7 separate regions of the Mus musculus genome follow, and all the other regions are linked to region 4. The links are chromatin contacts, called in public ChIA-PET, HiChIP or PLAC-seq, Micro-C and promoter capture Hi-C maps. All regions are on one chromosome and are shown on one strand. Each heading gives the region's core, a stretch centred on a gene start, on an enhancer-like site or on the middle of the called end of the contact. The rest is flanking DNA. Distances are from core to core; before and after follow the strand shown.

Region 1 (2,700 bases), core at 4-2,503, 510 kb after region 4:
ACAGTGCTTAAAACAAACAGTCTGCTGTGAGTGGATACTTTAAAGTTTACAAAGTATTTTGTTGTACAGTTCTGCTTTCCTCTGTTTACCAAGCCTCTCACTTCCTTCTCTTTATTTTATTTTATTTTATTTTATTTTATTTTATGGCCCAGGCTGGCCTGGAATTTGTCTGCTTCCATTTCCAGTGCTGGCTGGCACTTGCCACTAAACCTAGTTTATTCAGTGCTGGCCCTCAAACCTAGGCTTAGGCAGAGGCTCTATCAACAGACAGACATCCTCAGTTCTGGCGATCCTCCCCGGTCCACTCTTTCTGTACCTGACCACTCCTGTTCTTTATTTTAAAATGATTTATGTGTTTTGCCCGTATGTCTGTGTACCTCGTGCATGCAGTTCCCACAGAGGCTAAGGGAGGGCTTTAGGTCCTCTGGAACTGCAGTTCCAGCTGGTTATGAGCGGCTAGGTGGGTGTTCAGCAAGGGCAGCCAGTGCTCTTAGCTGCGGAGTCATCTCTTCGCCGAAGCCTCTTTCGAATACGCAAAGAAATGATTTTCCTAAGAGTTTCTTTACGTTTCACTTTGGTTTTCACAAGACTTTGCAGTCTTATACACTGGAGGCAGTCATAGGCTGCAGGCTTTATTTTGATAAGCTTAGAAAAATGTAGGACAGCAATTTATATCTACAGATAACAGTAAGTAGGTGTCAGAACACTCTTAGTTTTGCCTCTCAACTTCTGGCTGGATGTTGGTCTCCGGAGGAAATTGGGTAATCTTGTTCAGAGTGGCGTCAAAACTCCTTAACCTAAGTTACTAATGTCACCAATGTTCTTTTTCGAGATTCTGAAAAGCTTTGGAGAGGAGTATGCGGCTAAAGAAAAGATCACTTAGTTCCAGCTGGAGGCTTCAGCAGTTACAAAACCTTTTCAACAGTGAAATAGCATACTGTTCATTAAACCCCTCCCTCGCTATGACGTCAAGAAACACACCCTATCATGTCATTGTCTGGTTACTTCTTTGGAAAGAGCTATTTTTAGTGCGGGGCAAACACATATTTGCTTTAGAGCATGAGTTATAACGTACAAATTAAAAGGCAGATTTGAAAATGCCTTCAACATTACTATTTTTCTTTATCTTTATGTTTGGCCGGTTGTGTAGAAGGGAACTTGAGGCTAGTCTTTCCAGCGTCACTCTCGGCTCACCTTGTCAGCCGAGAAGGCGGGGCCATGACGTCACATCTGGGCGGGCGTGGACTGTTCTAAGTGCGTGCTGCGCAGGGGGGGGAGGGCGGGGGGGGGCGGGAAAGGTACTTAGATACTAGGCTGCAAGGCTCTTTCCCTTCCAGTTTCTACGCCCATTCTCTGCGCGCTGGTTTCGATGTGGGCTGTGTAGTGTGGAGAAGGAGTGGGATCCCTCCTCCTTTTTGCTTCTACTGAGCGGGTCCACTTCGTGCTTGGCTGCATTTCAGGGGTCCGAAGTGTCAGCTTTAGGCCTGGTGAAGCTTGGTGGCACCATGGCCCCGCTCGGAGCCTCCCCGCGTCTGGTGCTGCTGTTTAGCGGGAAGAGAAAATCCGGGAAGGACTTCGTGACCGAGAGGCTGAAGAGCAGGTGTCCGCGGGTGCAGGGAAACCGAGGAAGGGCGCTACCGCAAGTGATGGAGGGCTTTATGGAGGGAGCTCGTGGAGGGCAAGGAGGGACAGGATGACAGGGCAGGGGAAGGCAGACCCTCACGGTCAGTAAAACAGCAGCCTGCACAAATCTCCCTCAAAGAACTAGGGGACTGCCACTGCAGATCTATGAAGATGTAGCTCTGCCTTCAAGAAACATGAATTACTACTATTACTATGCTGGCACCTTCAACGTGCCATTCCTGTTTGATGATTGTGGTCTGAGGTAACTGGCCTAGATAAGGAGACTAACAAGACTGTAAAGGTTTTTTTTCAAGACCACGTCCTGAGTGTGTCTGCTGCAAAGAGAATCTGCCCAGAACACCCTGCAATGGCAGGAATTTATGGAATATTCTATGCCAGGTGTTGTGCGTCTATATCATCTCATTTAACCTATTTAGCTTCTTTACCAAATAGTGGTATTAGCAATCCCATGTCACAGATGCAGAAGCAGGGGCCCTTAGGAGCTAAAACCTGGTGTGTGTGTGTGTGTCTCTGTGTGTGTGTGTCTGTGTGTGTGTGTGTCTGTGTGTGTGTCTCTGTGTGTGTGTGTCTCTGTGTGTGTGTGTGTGTGTGTGTGTGGTCCAGCAGCAGGGAGAGCTCATACATGTAGGAGTTCAAGGCCAGAGTGGACAACATGGTGAATTTTTAGTATTAAAATTTTTAAATTTGCTAGGGTTATAAAGTAGCAAACTCAGGATTTAAATTCAGCTTGGCCTGCCTGGAGACACCGTTCACTCACTCTGCCCTGCCTGGAAACACCATTCACTCATTCTGTCCTTCCTTTCTAGATATTTATTTTCAAAGATGTGTTTATGTGATGGGTGTGGGTTTGTGCCTTGGTGTGTGCGAGTGTTCTTGGAAGCCAGAAGAGGGCAGGTGATCCCCAGAACTGGAGTTACAGATGGTTGTGAGCCTTCATGTGGGTGCTGGGAATAGAGCCTTGGTCTGTAAGAAGAGCAGCACTGGGATTAAAGGCATGTGCCACCACACTTGGCCCATCTTCAGCTTTTAAGAAAGCATGGTTCTCGGGGTTGAGCT
Region 2 (2,700 bases), core at 22-2,521, 420 kb before region 4:
TGGCCTTTGGCCTCACTGTGCCTCCTGACATCCCCATTGTCAATCTACTGCCCTACCTTCATGCAAAACTTTTCCTCTAGACTAGCTCAGATTTCCCAAAGGAAACCCCTCGGGCAGGGGCGGGACTCCTACCCACCCAGCATACCCATCTACTGTGATCCAACTTGGGGAGGTGACTCCTTGAGCCTGACCACAAGACCTTTAGATCCCATCCCTCTCTTGAAAGAAAAACAAAAACAAAAACCAGAAGATACAGAGTAGGGGGGAAGTAAAAAAGAAAGAAAGAGAAAAGAATGCAGTACACTCTAACTCCCCTCTTAACAGTCAAATCTTAAAAGCTTATTTATGATCTCTTTCGCCATATTTCTAGGGTTAAAAGGGCTGAATTACTGGTTTATAAAGGAGGCAAAGGAAACAGCGAAATGACCGTCCTAAGGGACAAAAGATTTCCTCCACTATATTCGAGGCTCAGGTCTAAAAAAGTAAAAATAAAAAACCTGGGTTCTCAGGGGCCCCCAATCTCACTCCTGTTACTCAAGGTTCAAGGCTCCAAATTAAGCCATACGAAGCCTCTAGGACCCTTCTGGCTTCCCGGATCAGCCCCCACCCCCATCCTCTCCCTCCACGCCTCCTCATCCTCCCCGGGTCACTGCACGGACCACGGGGGCACGAACTAACTCACCTCCCAGTCGTGGCCTCTGAGATCCCGGAACTGGGGGGCTGGGGGAGGGGGAAGGGCTTGCTACCTCCGAGAAGAGAGGGAACCACATCCTCTACCGGGGGTCCCACCCCCAACCGAACGCCCCTTCCTGGCCCCCACACAGCGCAGAGACCTGCTCCTCCCACTGTAGCGGCCGCGGGCTTTGTCTGCTCCACCAGCTCTCTCCCAGAGGCCCGAGCCCGTGGACTCCGCGATCGCGCGCGGGAGGAGGGAGGGCACTGCAGCCACGAGGCCGCTCCGCCCCGGCCCTCATTACCATAAGAAAGAGGCCCGGGACCCGCGGGCAGAGGAGAAACGCCTTTCCACACCCGCTCCCTTCCCGCATACTGCCAGCTCCTAAAATTTCTCGGACCACAACTCCCAACCCACCCGAGGCTTTTCCCGTGACCAGTGGGCAGAGCCCGAGGGGCGCAATCCCCTTCTTGCCCGGGTTGAGGAATTCCTCCCCGCGCCCGAGGGCGGGAAACTACAACTCCCGGCATGCCCCGGGCGCCCCCGGCGCGCCCCCCTCCCGTCAGTTCCATGCTGCTCCATCCAGTTCATTTAAAACAAAAGAGTTTGAGCGCTGGAAGGGGCTGGGCTCTATTGGGGGCCACTGAGCGACGCTCCGGGACTGGGGCTCGGTGCGGGAACCTAAGGGGGCGTCTGCTCGGCGGAGGGTAGAGACTCTGGGTCCGAGGCGGAGGGGTGGGGGCTAGGGCCCGCAGCCCCCCACCCCACCCCGTCACCCCGGAGCGAGAGGAGATCTGCTTTCTTGGTTTTGCTTCTTTTCCCCCACCCCCACCCGGGGGCTGGGGCGAGGGGAGTCAGGTTACAGGGTGCTTGGGGAGGGGGGCTTAGGGGTGGGTCTATCTTTCTATCTCGCTTTCTTCCCCCCTCCCCAGCTCTTTGTTCCCCCTCCCCACACACCCCCTCCTCTCCTCTCCCCTCCCCTCCTCTCTCCTCTTCTCCCTTCCACCACCTCTCTCTCTCCCTCTCTCCCCCAGCTTTTGTTTCGCCATGCCTAGTCTAGTGGTATCTGGAATAATGGAAAGAAATGGGGGCTTTGGAGAACTAGGATGTTTCGGGGGAAGCGCTAAGGACCGAGGGCTGCTGGAAGACGAGCGCGCCCTTCAGCTGGCTCTTGATCAACTCTGCCTCCTGGGTTTGGGGGAGCCCCCCGCCCCCACGGCGGGCGAGGACGGGGGAGGTGGGGGGGGCGGCGCCCCCGCGCAGCCGGCCGCCCCCCCGCAGCCGGCCCCGCCGCCGCCGCCCGCGGCGGCCCCGGCCGCCCCGAGCGCGGCCCCCGCGGCGCAGACGCCCCAGCCCCCCACCGCCCCCAAAGGGGCGAACGACGCCAAGCTCTGCGCGCTCTACAAAGAGGCCGAGCTGCGACTGAAGGGCAGCAGCAACACCACGGAGTGCGTTCCCGTGCCCACCTCCGAGCACGTGGCCGAGATCGTGGGCAGGCAAGGTAAGCGGGCGTCTGGACACTGCGAGGGTTGGAGTGGGGGCTTGCTGTCCCCGGCACGGAAAGTTCATCGCTTCCTTCTTTGCGCGCCTCTGGCTCTGTCCCTTCCCGACAAAGGGGGCCCCGCCCCCTGCCCAGATTCCAAGTGCCACAAAGTTCCCTGCTACCCCTAGTCGGGACGACTCTCGGGACCCTTCCTCCCCTGGGGCTCCGCCCGTAGACAAAGAAATATCCTGGAACTGGGAGAGGAAAGGGGAGGGGGAGCTGCCTCCCAATCCCAGGGTCTGTGCGGAGGGGGTGTCGGCTCCTGGCTGGAAGGACTGACGGAATGTGCAATTACTTGGGAGCCCCTACTCTAGTTTCTGCTTGTATACTGGGGAGGGGGCACTCCTGGGACCTTCTGCTGTTGGAGTTGGGGACTCTGAGGGAGACCTAGTCCACGAAGCCCGACTGAAGAGCTGCCTCTTTGTTGGGCTGAGTGTAGGAATGAAAGGGGGTGTGGCCCAGGGGAGGGTCCCAGTCTGGGGAG
Region 3 (2,754 bases), core at 251-2,750, 460 kb after region 4:
CTCAGGTTTGTGTTCTGGAGTAAGGAAGAATTGGGCTAGAATCCTATCTCTTCCACTATTTTCCTTTTTTAATTTATTTTGAGACAGGGTTTCTCTGTGTAGCCCTGGCTGTTCTGGAACTGGCTATGTAGATCAGGCTGGCCTCGAACTCACAAAGATCCACTTGCCTCTGTCTCCCAAGTGCTGGAGGTTAAGGCATGTATCACTTTGTTCCTAGGACTTTGTAGGCTTGTGATCTGGGGTAAGTTTCCTAACCTCCTTGAGGCTGTTTCATAATTTATAGAGATCTGTAATAAAAACCCCAATTTCATGGAATTTTTGAAGTTTGTAAGGCCACATGTGATATAGTTAAGTGCAGACCAGCCTCTGGTAGACACTAAAAAAGATCAGGGTAACTATTACTGTTGCCAACCCATGCTTGCCACATCCTCTAACAGCACCCTGGCCGTCCAGAATAGAGTCCTTTCTTCTCTTACCTTCCTTCTAGCTCGCCTATCCAGCCTGCTGAGCTTCCTCTACTTGCTGTGCCACCTGTCACTTGTTATGTGGCTACTCTGCCCCCAGTCATACTTCGTAGCAAGTTGTAGGAAAGTTACTACCCATCTTTCAACAGAAACACTCAACCGAAGGGTCACTTTTCCTCCAATGTGTTAGGACTCACTCCAGGGCCGGACTTTGGCAAGAAAGGGGATTCCTACTCCGGTTTCCCTCCTTTCACCGTAAAGAGTCCACGACAATAGAATGCCACACTCTTCCCCTCTTCCGTTCCAGACACACCTTAAGGATCTCATCTCCAACAATGATGATGCCTGCTGTCACGCTGCGCCCTGATCCTGGGGGCAGTTCAGAGGCCCTAGATGCCATGGTCCTGCCCTCTGTGCTCTTTTGCAAGGCTTTCCAGTAGCCACTCAGAACCCCAAATTGGGGCCGTATGTACTGAGAGGCCGCCAGGTCTACAGGATGCAGGAGGCCATACCCTGAGTTCCGGGGTTGAGGGAACCTGGAAGAGCCAGAAAGGACAATGAAGACGTCAGGAGTGTACCTTCTTCCTAGAGGAAGGAAGGCTCAATCTTCTTTAGTCACCCTTACTCCGGCCTCTTTAACATACTCTTAAGCCCCAGGTTCCTAAAAACGTCTCGATTCCTATTCCTTTAAAGTGCCATGTTTTCCCAAGACCTACCACTTTAGATATCTCCGTCTGCCGAGCAGGTTTAAAATTTGCCCTATCTTGGGTATATCTGCACCTTTAAATGTCTCTTCTCTTCGGATCACCTGTCCCTTTAAATGTCTACCTTATTCTGGGCCTTAGGGTCCCTTTAAATGCATTTCTTTCCTCCCTCCGCCAATGACCAGGGCTCAACCTACTTCTGCACCCTTTCTATCCCGAGATCTCTTTTTCTCACCAGGCTTCAGATCACTGATCTCGTATCATCCCACCTCTATTTTGCCCCCTGCACAGGGTCATTCGCTCTTTCCTTTCCGCATGTCCTAGGACAGCTTCCGTACTCAAAGTCCCGCCTTACAATGCTTCATGTTGATTGGTTATTTTGGCTGTCGCTCACTCCTACCAGTGGTTCTATTGGTCTAACCGGCAATCGCTCACGCGCCTCATCGCGGAGCTAGAGGAAATGCTAAGTTGTTATTGGCAACACCATGTAGTCATCACTGTCCGGAAGTAAAAATAGGGGCCTGGCCTTAGCCCATGGAGGGCGGGACTTAAAGTGTTCTGGTACTCGAAGGGAAAATATTGGGAGGTGTTTTAAGGACTGTCGGGTGGGACTGTCGGGTGCTGCTTTGTAGTACTAGAAGAAAATGAAGGTCTGATTCTGTTTCATTCAAATATTAAAAAACAGTTCAGACAGAGCCCCAGTATATAGCCCGGGAAGTAACTTGTTTAAACCGATCAGCCTGGTCTCGAACTGCCTGGGGAGTGGTGGGATTCAAATCATGTGTTACTACACTTCATTGCATCACATTTCTCTTTCTGTCTCTACCCCTCTCTCCTCTTTCGAGATAGGGTTTCTCTGTGTAGCTGGAATTCGCTCTGTAGACCAGGTTTATTAACTCCTCCTGCTTCTGCCTCCCAGGTTCTGGGATTAAAGGCGTGGGCCACCACCGCTTGGCTTTGCCTCTTAAATTTGAGAAGGTGAAGATGGTTTTTCTTTTTTTTTTTTTTTTTCTGAGACAGGGTTTCTCTGTATAGCCCTGGCTGTCCTGGTACTCACTCTGTAGACCAGGCTGGCCTCGAACTCAGAAATCCGCCTGCCTCTGCCTCCCAAATGCTGGGATTAAAGGCGTGGGGAAGGTGAAGATGTTATTAGCATTAACAATGAGGTGTGAGCTGCAGGGTGTGGAACCTTCGTTTGTTTCTAATATAAAGGGAAAAACTACTTAAGCTTCTCTGACTTTAAAATGTAAAAACCCTTTCCTGCCCCACCTGCCTCCAGAACATCACTTCCCAATGATGGGTCCCTGGAGAGAGGGGTACGCAGGAGTACCTTGGACTCACTTTGGGTACTCACAACATTTCATTCCTACTTCAGTGCCCCTCCACCCTTTGCTTTGCTGGGGAAAAATAGCTTAATCATCTGGGTTTTTTTTTTCTTTTTTTTAAAAAAGCTTTTACTATTATTGTATGACTAGGAAGGACAGCAGTGTCCCAGCATGCAAATGGAAGCCAGAGGACAACTTTCTGGAGTCCCTTTTCTTTCACCTTTATGTGGGGCCTAGGATCTATCCCAATTTGGGTGGCGG
Region 4 (2,700 bases), core at 15-2,514:
AAACAAATACTAGCAGCCAATGAATGCCATAGGTCTGGTTTAACTAGCAATTTAGATGAATAGAACACAAACTACCAATTACACCTACAAATCTTATCAACATCAACAGCACTGTAAATGATAACAATAATACTCCGCATTTTCCCCGTACCCAGGAGCTAATTCTGCTTTACATATATGATCTCATTATTTCATACTCCAACCCTGAAGGTATATTTTGGGGTTAGCTAATTTTTACTACCAGCATCTCATAAATAACTTGGAAAAATTTGAAGGCCTAAAAGATCAAATCCAGAAATAAAATCTCAGTGCATAGTTTCATCCCCTCACACACTCAACCTGCGGGTGGCGACCCGAGGAGAGGTCTAACAACCCTTCACAGGGATCCCATATCAGATATCCTGTATATCAGATGTTTACATTAAGATTCATAACAGCAAAATTACAGTTACGAAGTAGCAACAAAACTAATTTTATGGTAGGGAGTCACCATGTGGAACTGTACTAAAGGGTCGTAGCATTAGGAAGGCTGCGCGGACCACTGCTCTAACATCAGGCTGCCAGTTGCAAACCGAGTTCGCACAATCTTTGAGAAGTGCACAAGGATCACACAAGCATCACAGAGGATAGGTACCCTCTGGGACTTTAACAAGGTTAAACTACATTAACATATTAACAGCCGTTCTGTCCGTTCATCCTCCGGTCCCAGGTCCGCAGCCCCGGGTCTGAAGGATGCCCTCTTGGAGGATCACCGACACTGCTGCCCTCATTCCCTATCTCGGGGCAGTTCAAATACACGCTCCTTTCCCTCCTTCATCATTGCATCCCCTGTGTGGCTCAGTCCCCTTACCATGAGTCCAACACTAGGACTCCTGCTCCGGTGACCCGCACACACCGCCAGCGGCTGGATCCCAGGCACCCGTCCTGCAGTTGTGAAGCAAGCTCGGGTCGTGTGGCAGGAAGCTACCCAACGCGCAGTCGCCGCGGCTGCAACCACAGCCCAGCGGAGGGGCACCGCGCCACCCGCCCCGCGGCCGGAAGCGGGCAGCAAGCCTCGGCGTCGCGGTGGCCCGTCCCAGGAGGTCCGCGCCTAGGTACCTTCGCTCGCTCTTCAAAACATTCCGGTCACCGTGGCCAGCCTCGTCTGCGCGGGCGTGCCCGCTTCTCCCCGGCCCCAGCAGGGGCGCGCAATGGAACGTCCCGCGGGGGGGATTGTGGGAGGCGCACGTTCGAGGGGTGGGGGCGAAGGCGGCGGCAGCCGTGGCTGCCGTTGGTAGCCGTGGGGGCGGGGAAGAGAGGGAGGCGAGCCGAGGAGGAGAAGGAGGAGGAGGAGGAGGAGGAGGGAGGAGGCTCGGGCTCGCGCCAAGGAAGGTACGCGTGAGGGCCGAGAGGGAGTCGGGAGCGCGCGAGCCGGAGGCCCCAGAGCGAGCGCGTCGGTGCTGGCGGCGCGGGGCGGCCGGAGGCGGTGGTTGGAGGGCGCAGCTCGCGACCAGTCCGGACCCACTCGGAAGCGTGCGGGCGGGCGTGCGCGCTGCGCGGCCGGAGTCGGGTGAGGGAGGGAGGGAGGGAGGGAGGGAGGGCGGCGGGGAGAGCGCGCGGAGGGAGGAGTGGGAGGCGGGAGGGGGGGCACGCGGCGCCCTTCGCTGGCTCGCTCGCTCCCTCCCTCCCCAGAGCCGCCGCCGCCGCCGCCGCTGCCGCCGCCGCTGCCGCTCCCGCCGCCATTTTGGGTTCGCTTTGCGGAGGGGGGAGACGATCCCGGTCTCGGTTGCCGGACCCGCCTTCTCTCGGTTTCCCCTTTCCCGACCTACGCCTTTGGCTTCTCCTCTCTCGCGTTTCCGCCGGTCCGCTTACCCGCTGGCCGCCTCCTGACAAGCGGGAAGGGTTACAGTGTGGAGCCAGGGAAGCCGAGGCGCCAGGCTGCCACCCTCTCTCTCTCCACTTGCCTGCACTCGGCGCTCTCGGCCTCGCACGGTGAGTAGTGCGGTGTGAGCAGGCCTTTGAAGGCCCCAAGTAGTCTCTCCTTGGCTACCCGGGATCCGCTGTCACCCCCCCGGACCTGGACCTCCGGGAGAGCGGGGTGAGGATGGGGGAAGGGAGAGCAGGGATAGGGATCCTGAGCTTACCGGGAAGTCCCTCTAGGCGGGGTGACGGGGTGTCCCTGACCAGCGGGCTCTTGGTTTGGGGGAGGGGGACGGGAAAGTAAGCGAGTGGAGGCGGAGTCGCTTGTGCCCCTGACAGGTTAGTTTGTGTAGTAGGCCCGATTGGAGCATCCCCCAAGATCCAGTTTATGTCTGTTTAAGTAAGGGACAAAAGTAGCAAGGGAGATGATCTTCAGCGGGTAGTTTACCTGTACAAGATCTGTGGTGTTCTCGAAAGGCGGAAATATATGCAGACATGACATAGTGATCTGAGTGTTAATAAGTTTAATAAATGTCACTGGTTAGTTTCTACTTGGAAAGAAATGTTTTGGGTCTTGAAGACCAGATGGTCTGTTGGTTTATAGCTGCTCTGTTTATATGTGTATAATTCGAGGATGGAGAGTGTTCAGGAAGAGTTTGCCTGCATTTGGGGAAGTTCCCTTTGTAAGTTAGCTTATTTAAAAACAAATGCTGGGACATGTGTTCTCTAGGTCGATAAATGTGCATGTATTTTAGCATTAGTATGATTAGTATGATAATACAGAATGCATGCTAAGATCAG
Region 5 (2,842 bases), core at 308-2,807, 490 kb before region 4:
GGGCATTTCCTGGAACTAAAGGTGTCAGTAACCGAACAGCCTCCTCAAGAAACCACCGAGGCTGGGTGAGCTGCTAGGATCCCTTCTGATGCCCAGTCTCCTGGACAGGATCTGGCCCGGTGTGACCTCTGCAGTTGGCTTGGGCCCTCCAGCTCCTCAGACAATCTAGAGCGAGCTTTAGCTTTCCAGCTCCTGGTACTGAAAAAGCAGTCAGGAGTTTAAGGCTCCTTGCTTAGTGACTGACATTTGAGGGAAAGAAAAACCACTGAGTTGGCAGAAAAGGGTCACAGTGACCCTTCCTTCCCTTACAGATCAACTTGTGCCTCAGGTGGCCTCTTCTTCTCCCAGCCCCTCCCAGGCTCCCTGGCATCTCTGTTTCTTCGTGCCATTTCGTCCCCTCTGGCACACCCTTCTCCTTCCTCAGCCCCTTCATCTCTATGGTGCCATCCATACCTCCCAGGTACTAGACACTTACCAGCATGGTATTTGACTCTGGGCATGGGCCCCTGACCACCAGTCCCAGAAGCAGGTGGCAGTGATGGCAGCAGGAAGAGTTGGAAGAAAAAAACACGCAGGAGACTCCATGAGTCCTGGCCCAGGGATGGTAGGGCCATGGTCAGCCTGAGATGGTCACCAGATGGTTCTGAGGAAACAGGCACTTTCTGGGTTAGCCATGCTTACCACACCCTTCCTGAGGGCCAATAGGAGAGCCCCAGGGGGCAGAAGTTCCTCTCTGGAAGGGCCCTCAGAGTCTCACTTCCATCCATCCCCAGCCTTGAAGGTGCCTCCTGCTGCCCTCTGCATAGGGTGCTGCTGTGGCCCACGCTGTGCCTCTGGTCACCTAACCATTAAAAAAACTACCTTGCCATTTCTCACCTGACTCACAGAAAAATTCCTTTCCACTTTGCCCCCTCAGCATCTCCTGGCCCCGTGCTCCAGAGCTCTGATCATCTCTGGCCCTGGGCAAAGGTCTTCTAGGGAACTAGTTCCTGTATGCAAAAGGTAGATTTCCCCAGGCTGGCCTGTGCTGTGACACCTTATGCCCGCTACTCACCCCAACCCAGGCAGACAGCCTACCCTCTCCTCAGCCCCCAGGGGCTCTGACTCTTGCTTAATCGGGCCCATCTAGCCTTCTTCTTAGGGATAGGGGCGTGCCAGTTTATCTACCACTGTGGTGGGGCTGCCCTCTGTATTTCCTGGGAGTGGCCTGGGCAGGAGTCCTTGGCAGACTCTCAACTTCTCCAGCCCCCCTGTCTGCCTCCCCAGAGCTCCGCAATCAGCCTCCCCCATGGCCACTGAATGCAGGTTCACACCCCTCCCCCGCCCCCGCCTCATCTCACATACCCTTGAGCCAGCCACACTGAGAAGTCCTGTGTTCAAACCCTGAATCAGGGTGCCATCCGAGGCAAAGAAGGGGGTCCAGGCAAGGCAAGCAGGCTCAGCCTGGCTGGAACGGGCGCGCGGCCCTCCAGGCACCCATCCTGCCAGAGCCAGTGTGGGTTTCAGGCCAGGGAAACCAGAATTTCTACCTCGAGTTGTGACAGATCCTGGCTGGCTTGGGCGGAAGTTGGTGGATCAGGGCGGGGAGACTGGTGGAGTGTGGGAGTGGGGGTGAGGCTTGAAGGCCTTGCAGGAGACACACCTCCCTCCCTCCTTAGTCTATCCAGAAATTAAGAGTTCCTTCCCGGCCAGTTCAGTGATGCCCTTGTTTCTCCCGCACACCACTTCCAGTCTAACCAGCCCAAGCTGCAGACTCCTCTTGCTCAAGAGAGCTCGGTATGACACCGTCTCTCTCCTATTCCTTCTCTCTCTGACCCCATTGTGGGGTTCCCCCACTGCCACATACTGAGACCTCCCGACCTCCCACACCCAGTAGGACCACATTCTTGAAAGATAACACGTTTAAAGCTGGCATGGTGGCGAGGCATACCTTTAATCCCAGTACTCGGGAGGCAGAGGCAGGCAGATCTCTGAGTTCGAGGCCAGCCTGATCTACAGAGTGTGCTCCAGGTCATCCAGGGCTATACAGAGAAACCCCGTATCAAAAAAATAAAAAATAAATAAAAATCCTACATTTGTATTAGTTTTTTGGTTTTTCCCTATGACTTTGCTGAGGAAGCCCTAGTAATTTGACGTCTCAGTGGGAAATTGGAGAAATTCCCCATTTGAACGCGTGCTTCTTGGGATACGCTTTGGAGCTGAAGCACCCAGCTGGCATGGTGGCTGGTTCCTCCTCCCCAAAGGTTCCAGGAAGACCTCATAACGCAGGGTTAATGAGTAACCAAGGGCTCCTAGGCCAATAAAGAGTGGTTGGGCTGCTGCCCACTCTCCCGGGTCAGCTGACTTCAGGTTAAAGAGCACAGTGACCCAAGCTGGTCTACCTCCAGGACATACCCTATCTTCACTGTAAACACCATCCTCACTGCCAGGATGGTCCCCACTGTAGGCTGTCCTCCACCCTTCCAGTTACAGCTCCTAGACGGAAAGCATTCCTCGGTAGAGCCTGCTTGGCCTTCCCTTCATGCTTTCCCCTCTGCTTCCGTTCTCCAGTGTGGCCCAGGAGCTGGGCTCACACAGACCCTCCTGATGGCTTCATCTGTCAAAGCTTGCTAAGACCCGCCCCCCCCCAAGCTCTCCGTTCACTGTGAGGACTTTGCCAATCTCCCTGTGCTGACACAAACTTCTGAGTCTCCTTGACCTCTAGATCAGGCTTGGGAAGCCACCACCTCAGGGCCTCTCTTTGGAGACAGATTGGCCTATCTGGGTCACAGGGAGGAGCTGTGACCAGAGGAGCAGCTCCAATGCCATCCTTCTTTACTCTCTTCCTGTCCCTGGGCGTCCT
Region 6 (2,700 bases), core at 198-2,697, 400 kb after region 4:
ACTCAGCGTCCTCTCTGGGCTGGCTTGCTGCTCTTCCTCAGTGCCTCCTGCAGGGTCCCAGAACATCCTAAGAGATTGCTGAGGAAATCCCTAGCAAGGCTGGAATCACTAGTGTCCTCAGACCCACCGACCCTCAGCACAGAAGGCTATATCAGTGACTTAAGCGGTCCTGCAGTGTGTGCCAGGATTTAAAGGAGGATATGGGAAGGAGGGGTTTTTTTTTCCCCAACTTACGGATTTCACCCATAAGTCCCCAAAGTTCAGAGTATCCAGCTTGCAGCTCCTCCTTGCCTTCCCTTTGGCCAATCCCAAGATTTTCACGGGGGCCCTCCCTTGTTCCCATCCCTTCCCAATCACACTCCCCACCCAATCAGGAATGCCCTTTCTTAGGTCTAAGAGAAGTCTGTGGCCTAGTGCCCACTTGCCCTTCCTTTTCCCTCACAGTAGAGATGCCTGCCGGGAACACCCATCTTTGGGTGAGCAGTGCAAACACTCTGACCTCCCTAAACAGCCTTGATGCCCAGTCAGGCGCACCCGTTCCCAACAGCCTCCGCTTCCTCCGCCAGCACCCCCCAACAATGGCCCTCTCCTCTCCGGACACTCCACCCCCGCCTACCCTCTCGGCCCCCAGCCCAAGACAGCAGCGGGAAGTGAAAGTTCCAAGGAGGAGTTGGTGTCCCAGTCTCTTTCCTGGCGAAAGCTCCCTCCCCTGGCTCCTCCGGGCCCCTCCCGCTCCGCCAGGCTTCTGGTGGCAACCGCACCCGAGTGAGCGGTGCTGGCCGCCCAGGTCTGGAATGAACGGCTGAAAATAATCCTTTTCACTAAAACCCCACTAGCTAGTCCGGGCACTTCATTGAGTAGAACTGTCAGCTAGGCACTAGAGAGACGAAGACGTCAGTCCTAAGGAGTGACTCTTTCCATGATCTGAGCGCCCCACCCCCACCCCCCGCGCACGCTCTTCAGTGCCTGAGACTCAAAAGTGTCTGCAGGGATAACTCGGGACTTCAGGACAGAGGACGCCATCCTCCCTCCTCCTCTTCCTCCTCCTCCTCCTCCCCATCCTCCTCTTCCTTTCGTTCTCCAAATTACCTGGCCCTAGGCTTTGGTCCGCAGATCACGCAGGCTGCCCTCTGGTTAGGCTCCGGCAGACCCCAACACCCCATTGCCTCCGGGTTTCCTTGTACCTCTTTCCAAATCATCCCCTCGACCCACTGTCCTGGGAACTCACCTATATTTGGCAGCGGCGGGGAGGGCCGAGGGCTGCCCGCGCCCAGGAGTCCCAGAGCCCAGAGCAGCGCCAGCCGCATGGCCGCGGAGCTCCGGGCTGGACTGGGGCAGCAGGTGCGGGGCTACGCGTGGAGGAGCAGCCACGGCCCCGCCGGACACCAGCTCGGTGCAGCGCAGCAACTAGGCCCCGCCCCGCCCCGTCTGAGGCTCCGCCCCGCCCCGTCTGAGGCTCCGCCCCTGCCGCTCAGCGCAGCCTCTTTCCGGCAGCTACCGGGATGGGTTTGGACACCACAAGACTCGCGCCTTCCCTCCATCCTGCCTCCCGTCTGTAGCCCGGCTTCGTGGAGATTGTGCGGGCCAGTTCTTCCGGCTCACCCAATCCCGGATGCCTGCGAAGCACCAGCCGCAGGAGCGTGCATCACACTTTATTAAGCAAGAAGGCGGGCAGCATCCCTTCAATCGCCATACACAGCGTCGTCGTTGCTGTCGCTGTGGGCGGATGACGAGAGCTCTTCGCGGGGCGTGCACACCGGGCAGAGCCGTTGCATGTCGTCCCAGCACGACCGGCAGTACAGGGCCTTGCAGTCTGGTGTGGGGCACACGTAGGAATCCGGCGTCTCCATTGCCTGGCACACCACACAGCGCTGACGCATGAAGCGGTGCAGGAGAGGGCACCGGCGATACAGAGCCTCCACCAGGTAGTGGGGCTGTTGGAAGATGAGGTGGATTGGTTAATGCCAAGTGGGCTGAGCAGAAAGGGTTGTCAGGGGCACTGGGCAGCTCTTAATGTATGAAGTCCCAAGGCCTGACAATGCTATATTGGAGGAAGCTGGGGTAGACAAGAAGAGCCCTCGAGGGCGATATTGAGATAAATCGAAAGAGTCTTCTTCTCCATGATGGGCTGCGGAGCCTGGCGTGCCCAAACTTACTCCCAAGGATGACCCACAACAATTCTGTACACCTGTGGAGCGGCTTAATTTGGTACTTAGGCTTAGAAGGGAGGAGGGCACAATTTACACCTTACTGGGCTGGAGAGATGGTTCCGTGGTTAAGAACCCTGACTGCTCTTCCAGAGGACCCAGGTTTGAATCCCAGCACCCACATAGCTAACAACTGCCTGTCACTTGAGTTCCAGGGAACTGGATGATCTTCTGGCCTCCCTGGACACCAGCCACCCATGAGGACACAGACATATGCATAGGCAAAACACCCATACACATTAAATAAGTGCAAATTTTAATTAAGTCTTTTTTAAAAAATCTCTCCGGGTGGTGGTGGTGCACACCTTTAATCCCAGTACTTGGGAGGCAGAGGCAGGTGGATTTCTGAGTTTGAGGCCAGCCTGGTCTACAGAGTGAGTTCCAGGACAGCCAGGGCTACACAGAGAAACCCTGTCTCGAAAAACAAACAAACAAACAAAAAACTCAACCCCCCCCCAAAAAAAATCTCAGAAAGATGGTGTAACTTTCCTAA
Region 7 (2,800 bases), core at 291-2,790, 450 kb before region 4:
GGAGTGGCCTGAGGCTCCCTAACGGCTGGATTTCAAAAATGTCATTGTATTCCAGAGGTTTAGTAAGATCAAGACATCAACAGTTCAGAGGATGGGCCAGAGTAAAGTCTGGCTTGACTAGAAAAATGAAAGTGGCTCGCTGGCTGAGCAAGGAAAGGACAGAGCTTCCAAAACCCTTAAGTCACCAAACAGAGAGGGCCCAGACTGGGGTGTCCCCGACTCAGGCATAACAGAATTTCCAGAGCCATTAGCTTCTGTGCCCGGTCTCCCTCCCCACCCTCCCTTGCATTCCTCGACCAGGGAGGCCAAGGGCTGTGGGAGCTGCGGGGGAGCAGATCTCCTGGTGTGCTTCTGGTGGGCCTGAGAGTCTAGGAAAAGCTCCAGACATTCTCAGCTCCTAGAAAGAACCAGGAGAAGGCCGTGCTTACACAGCCATGGGAGAAAGGGGCTATGCAGCCTTGGTAACTCCATTACAGTACCACTGGACAAATGTCAGTGTGGGCGCTATGTCTTAGTGGACATCATGTGTTCAGAGCCACGTTGGGCAAGATTGGCAAAGTGCCAAACCTACCAAGAAAGTTCTAATAAAACCCTTTCACCCATTCTGATGTGTCCCGGGCGGCGTTCGGGAGTTCCAAGACCTGGTAGAGCCTGTTCTACCTTCCTCAAGCCCATCCCCCAAGCTCCAAATGACTGAAAAATCCCACCTTGACAGCATAGGCCCTGTCACCAACGCTACTTGGTCTCAATGCCCCCACCACTCTTTATATCCCCCACCCTCTCACAGAGACCCCCTCCCTTCTATGTCCTATCATGTCTATTACCCTTGGCACTGCCAGTCACCCGCGGGAGGCAGTTCCGGGGAGGGAGGGGACTAGATGGCCAGTTACAGGCGACTGCTGCCTCCCTGGTGCCGGCCGGCCGGGCCTCACTCACCGAGCCTTCAGCTCCTTGAACTCCTCACGCACTTTGCTCAGCTCTAGCTGGAGGCGGGCGCGCTCCTTGGCCACAGAATCAAGGGTCTTGCGGGCATCCCCCAGCTCGGCCTCGTAGGCCGCCTTGATGCCGGACACCTCTCGGCTGACCACCTCTTCAGACTCAGTGATGCGAAGGCGCAGCCCCGCGTTCTCGGTCTCCAGGGAACGCACGCGATCGATGTACACGGCCAGGCGGTCATTGAGCTCCTGCAGGTCCTCCTTCTCCTGCAGCCGGGTGATCCGAGTGGGCGACAGTGGGGTAGAGCTGGCCTGCGCCCCACTGCGGGTGGCGCGCCGCTGTGACGGGGTCTCCATGGCCGGCAGGGTGACAGTGCTGCCCGCTGGGCAGGGGTCCCGAGAAGGGCGCGGGACTTGGACAGAAGGACAGAGGCTGCTCAGGGGGACAGCGAGCCGGCGAAGCTCGCTCCTGGCAGGCGTGGAGATCTGGGCTGGGCGCTGGCGCACCTCGGGATCTGGGTTGGCTGGTGTTGAGGCTGAGGCAGCGTTCCCGCGAACACTGAGTCACTGACAGCCAGGCAGAGGCTCTAATAGGCCCTCCTCTACAGGGGGTGGATCCACTGCTCTTAAAGGAGCCATCCTGTACCCAAAGGGGCGGGGGCAGGTATGGTGAGGAGGAGCCAGCATGCCAACCCTCACTCTGCAGAACACCCCTTTCTGGCCTGGGGCTTCACAATGTTGGTTCCTGCCTACTCAACTCTAAGCTTGCCTTTGGCCTTCTGGAGTAAAGAGCAGAGCCAAAGAATTTGAGTGGGTGGGCAAAGGGTAGTGGTGAGGGACCAGGGGAAGTAGGTGCAAAGTGAGGGAGAGGATCAGGCATCCCCAGAGAGCCAAGGAAGTTGGGGGGAGGGCTGAAGCTGCTGCCCATCAGTGACTCACCCCACTTCCACCACTGGCTCCCCTTTCCTCAGTAGTAATAGTGAGTCACCTCTCCCCCGCGCACAGAAGCGGCCAATCCAGGAGAGTGGAATGGCAAAGGAATGGCTGTGTTTTTAGGTAACTGAGGGATTACTTTATGCCCTCAAATTTGGGGGCAAAGATCAAGGACCTCGGGAAAAAACAAAAAACAAAACCCAAACCTATGCACTTCCCTTATATTTTTGGCTTTAAAACCAAACATTGGGTTTTAGATCTAAGAAATAAGCCTCAGTCCCCAAGAGAAGGCCAAGAATAGAAGCCAGAAGTTGGCCCCGCCCACTCCCCCCTCCCCTTTCATTTGGACCTAGACAGCTGGAAAAAGGGGCTGCTGAAATCCCTCGTTTCAGCCCCTTTCTTCAGCTCACTCCACCCAACCAAATCCAAGACTGTACTTATTTTTTTCCAGGACTGTACTTATTTTAATGGATAATTTAAAACAGATACCAGAGCTGTGCTGTGCGTGCATTCAGCACATGGCCAGGACACCAGGTTCCAGATTTTTGTGGCTTCGAGAAGGGCCTGAAAAGAGGAACGGGGTCAGAGGGTTGTTAATGCAGGGTCTCCATCCTGGTTCCATCTTAAACGGTGTGAGCAAGAACAGCAAAGCTACCCCCTCCTCAGCCACTGCATGCCTGTCTAGCCAGTTCTGGGTGGGCCCTGACTAGATGATCTCCCAATACAGTAACCTGGTCCCCTGGTTCCATGTCCCGGGGTCTCCAGCCTCCATCAAAGACTCCCGATCAGCTGTCTAATCCTCTCCTGTAACCCTAGCCTAAGCCTTACTGGCCCTGGCATCCCCTTCTGCCATGTTCCTTCCCCTTTTGCCATGTGCTTTCCCCTGTCCATTGCTGATTAGCTTGCAGTTCCTGCAGGTCCAGGCAGTGGGC

The links. Promoter capture Hi-C pulls out the DNA fragments that hold promoters and counts their contacts. A called contact is a pair of places that touch in the nucleus more often than the background predicts. ChIA-PET counts read pairs in DNA pulled down with a chosen protein or histone mark. HiChIP or PLAC-seq counts read pairs in DNA pulled down with a chosen protein or histone mark. Capture Hi-C pulls out chosen DNA fragments and counts their contacts.
Region 1: a promoter capture Hi-C map of pancreatic islet shows a contact between it and region 4. The contact joins the promoter of Pmvk here to the promoter of Dap3 in region 4.
Region 2: a Micro-C map of embryonic stem cells shows a contact between it and region 4, with 5 times the contacts expected there. The contact joins the promoter of Mex3a here to the promoter of Dap3 in region 4. A contact is called at or near these places in 8 of 39 promoter capture datasets (cranial neural crest, frontonasal cranial neural crest, liver and 4 more), 1 of 484 Hi-C or Micro-C datasets (embryonic stem cells) and 4 of 115 datasets of contacts at active chromatin or transcription factors (bone marrow-derived macrophages, cardiomyocytes and embryonic stem cells).
Region 3: a contact with region 4 is called in a promoter capture Hi-C map of embryonic stem cells, with 2.0 times the contacts expected there. The contact joins the promoter of Flad1 here to the promoter of Dap3 in region 4. A contact is called at or near these places in 6 of 39 promoter capture datasets (embryonic stem cells, fetal liver, hippocampal neurons and 3 more), 2 of 115 datasets of contacts at active chromatin or transcription factors (bone marrow-derived macrophages and pancreatic cancer cells) and 1 of 9 other capture datasets (liver).
Region 5: an RNA polymerase II ChIA-PET map of memory CD8 T cells shows a contact between it and region 4, with 31 read pairs. The contact joins the promoter of Sema4a here to the promoter of Dap3 in region 4. A contact is called at or near these places in 3 of 115 datasets of contacts at active chromatin or transcription factors (memory CD8 T cells, microglia and thymic regulatory T cells).
Region 6: a FOXA1 HiChIP or PLAC-seq map of pancreatic cancer cells shows a contact between it and region 4. The contact joins the promoter of Adam15 here to the promoter of Dap3 in region 4. A contact is called at or near these places in 1 of 39 promoter capture datasets (hippocampal neurons), 1 of 484 Hi-C or Micro-C datasets (embryonic stem cells) and 1 of 115 datasets of contacts at active chromatin or transcription factors (pancreatic cancer cells).
Region 7: a contact with region 4 is called in a FOXA1 HiChIP or PLAC-seq map of pancreatic cancer cells. The contact joins the promoter of Lmna here to the promoter of Dap3 in region 4. A contact is called at or near these places in 1 of 39 promoter capture datasets (pre-B cells), 3 of 115 datasets of contacts at active chromatin or transcription factors (extraembryonic endoderm stem cells, pancreatic cancer cells and trophoblast stem cells) and 1 of 9 other capture datasets (adipose tissue).

What each region holds. Positions count from the first base shown.
Region 1 is chr3:89,457,865-89,460,564 of GRCm38.p6, forward strand. It overlaps Pmvk (phosphomevalonate kinase), which reads left to right and starts at 1,254. Exons shown (of 5, transcript NM_026784.3): 1 at 1,254-1,600. The coding sequence starts at 1,506.
Region 2 is chr3:88,530,675-88,533,374 of GRCm38.p6, forward strand. Mex3a (mex3 RNA binding family member A) reads left to right here and starts at 1,272. Exons shown (of 2, transcript NM_001029890.3): 1 at 1,272-2,174. The coding sequence starts at 1,721. Gm38618 (a long non-coding RNA gene) reads right to left here and starts at 1,206. Exons shown (of 2, transcript XR_867447.3): 1 at 683-1,206.
Region 3 is chr3:89,410,381-89,413,134 of GRCm38.p6, forward strand. It overlaps Flad1 (flavin adenine dinucleotide synthetase 1), which reads right to left and starts at 1,501. Exons shown (of 8, transcript NM_177041.4): 1 at 1,404-1,501; 2 at 778-1,000. The coding sequence starts at 864.
Region 4 is chr3:88,949,018-88,951,717 of GRCm38.p6, forward strand. It overlaps Dap3 (death associated protein 3), which reads right to left and starts at 1,265. Exons shown (of 13, transcript NM_022994.3): 1 at 851-1,265. The coding sequence starts at 853. It also overlaps a transcript of Ash1l not described here.
Region 5 is chr3:88,454,204-88,457,045 of GRCm38.p6, forward strand. Sema4a (sema domain, immunoglobulin domain (Ig), transmembrane domain (TM) and short cytoplasmic domain, (semaphorin) 4A) reads right to left here and starts at 1,558. Exons shown (of 15, transcript NM_013658.3): 1 at 1,345-1,558; 2 at 476-643. The coding sequence starts at 614.
Region 6 is chr3:89,348,581-89,351,280 of GRCm38.p6, forward strand. It overlaps Adam15 (a disintegrin and metallopeptidase domain 15 (metargidin)), which reads right to left and starts at 1,448. Exons shown (of 23, transcript NM_001037722.3): 1 at 1,229-1,448; 2 at 1-47. The coding sequence starts at 1,307. Dcst1 (DC-STAMP domain containing 1) reads right to left here. Exons shown (of 16, transcript NM_029974.2): 16 at 1,639-1,934. The coding sequence ends at 1,683. It also overlaps a transcript of Dcst2 not described here.
Region 7 is chr3:88,501,812-88,504,611 of GRCm38.p6, forward strand. Lmna (lamin A) reads right to left here and starts at 1,541. Exons shown (of 12, transcript NM_001002011.3): 1 at 937-1,541. The coding sequence starts at 1,292.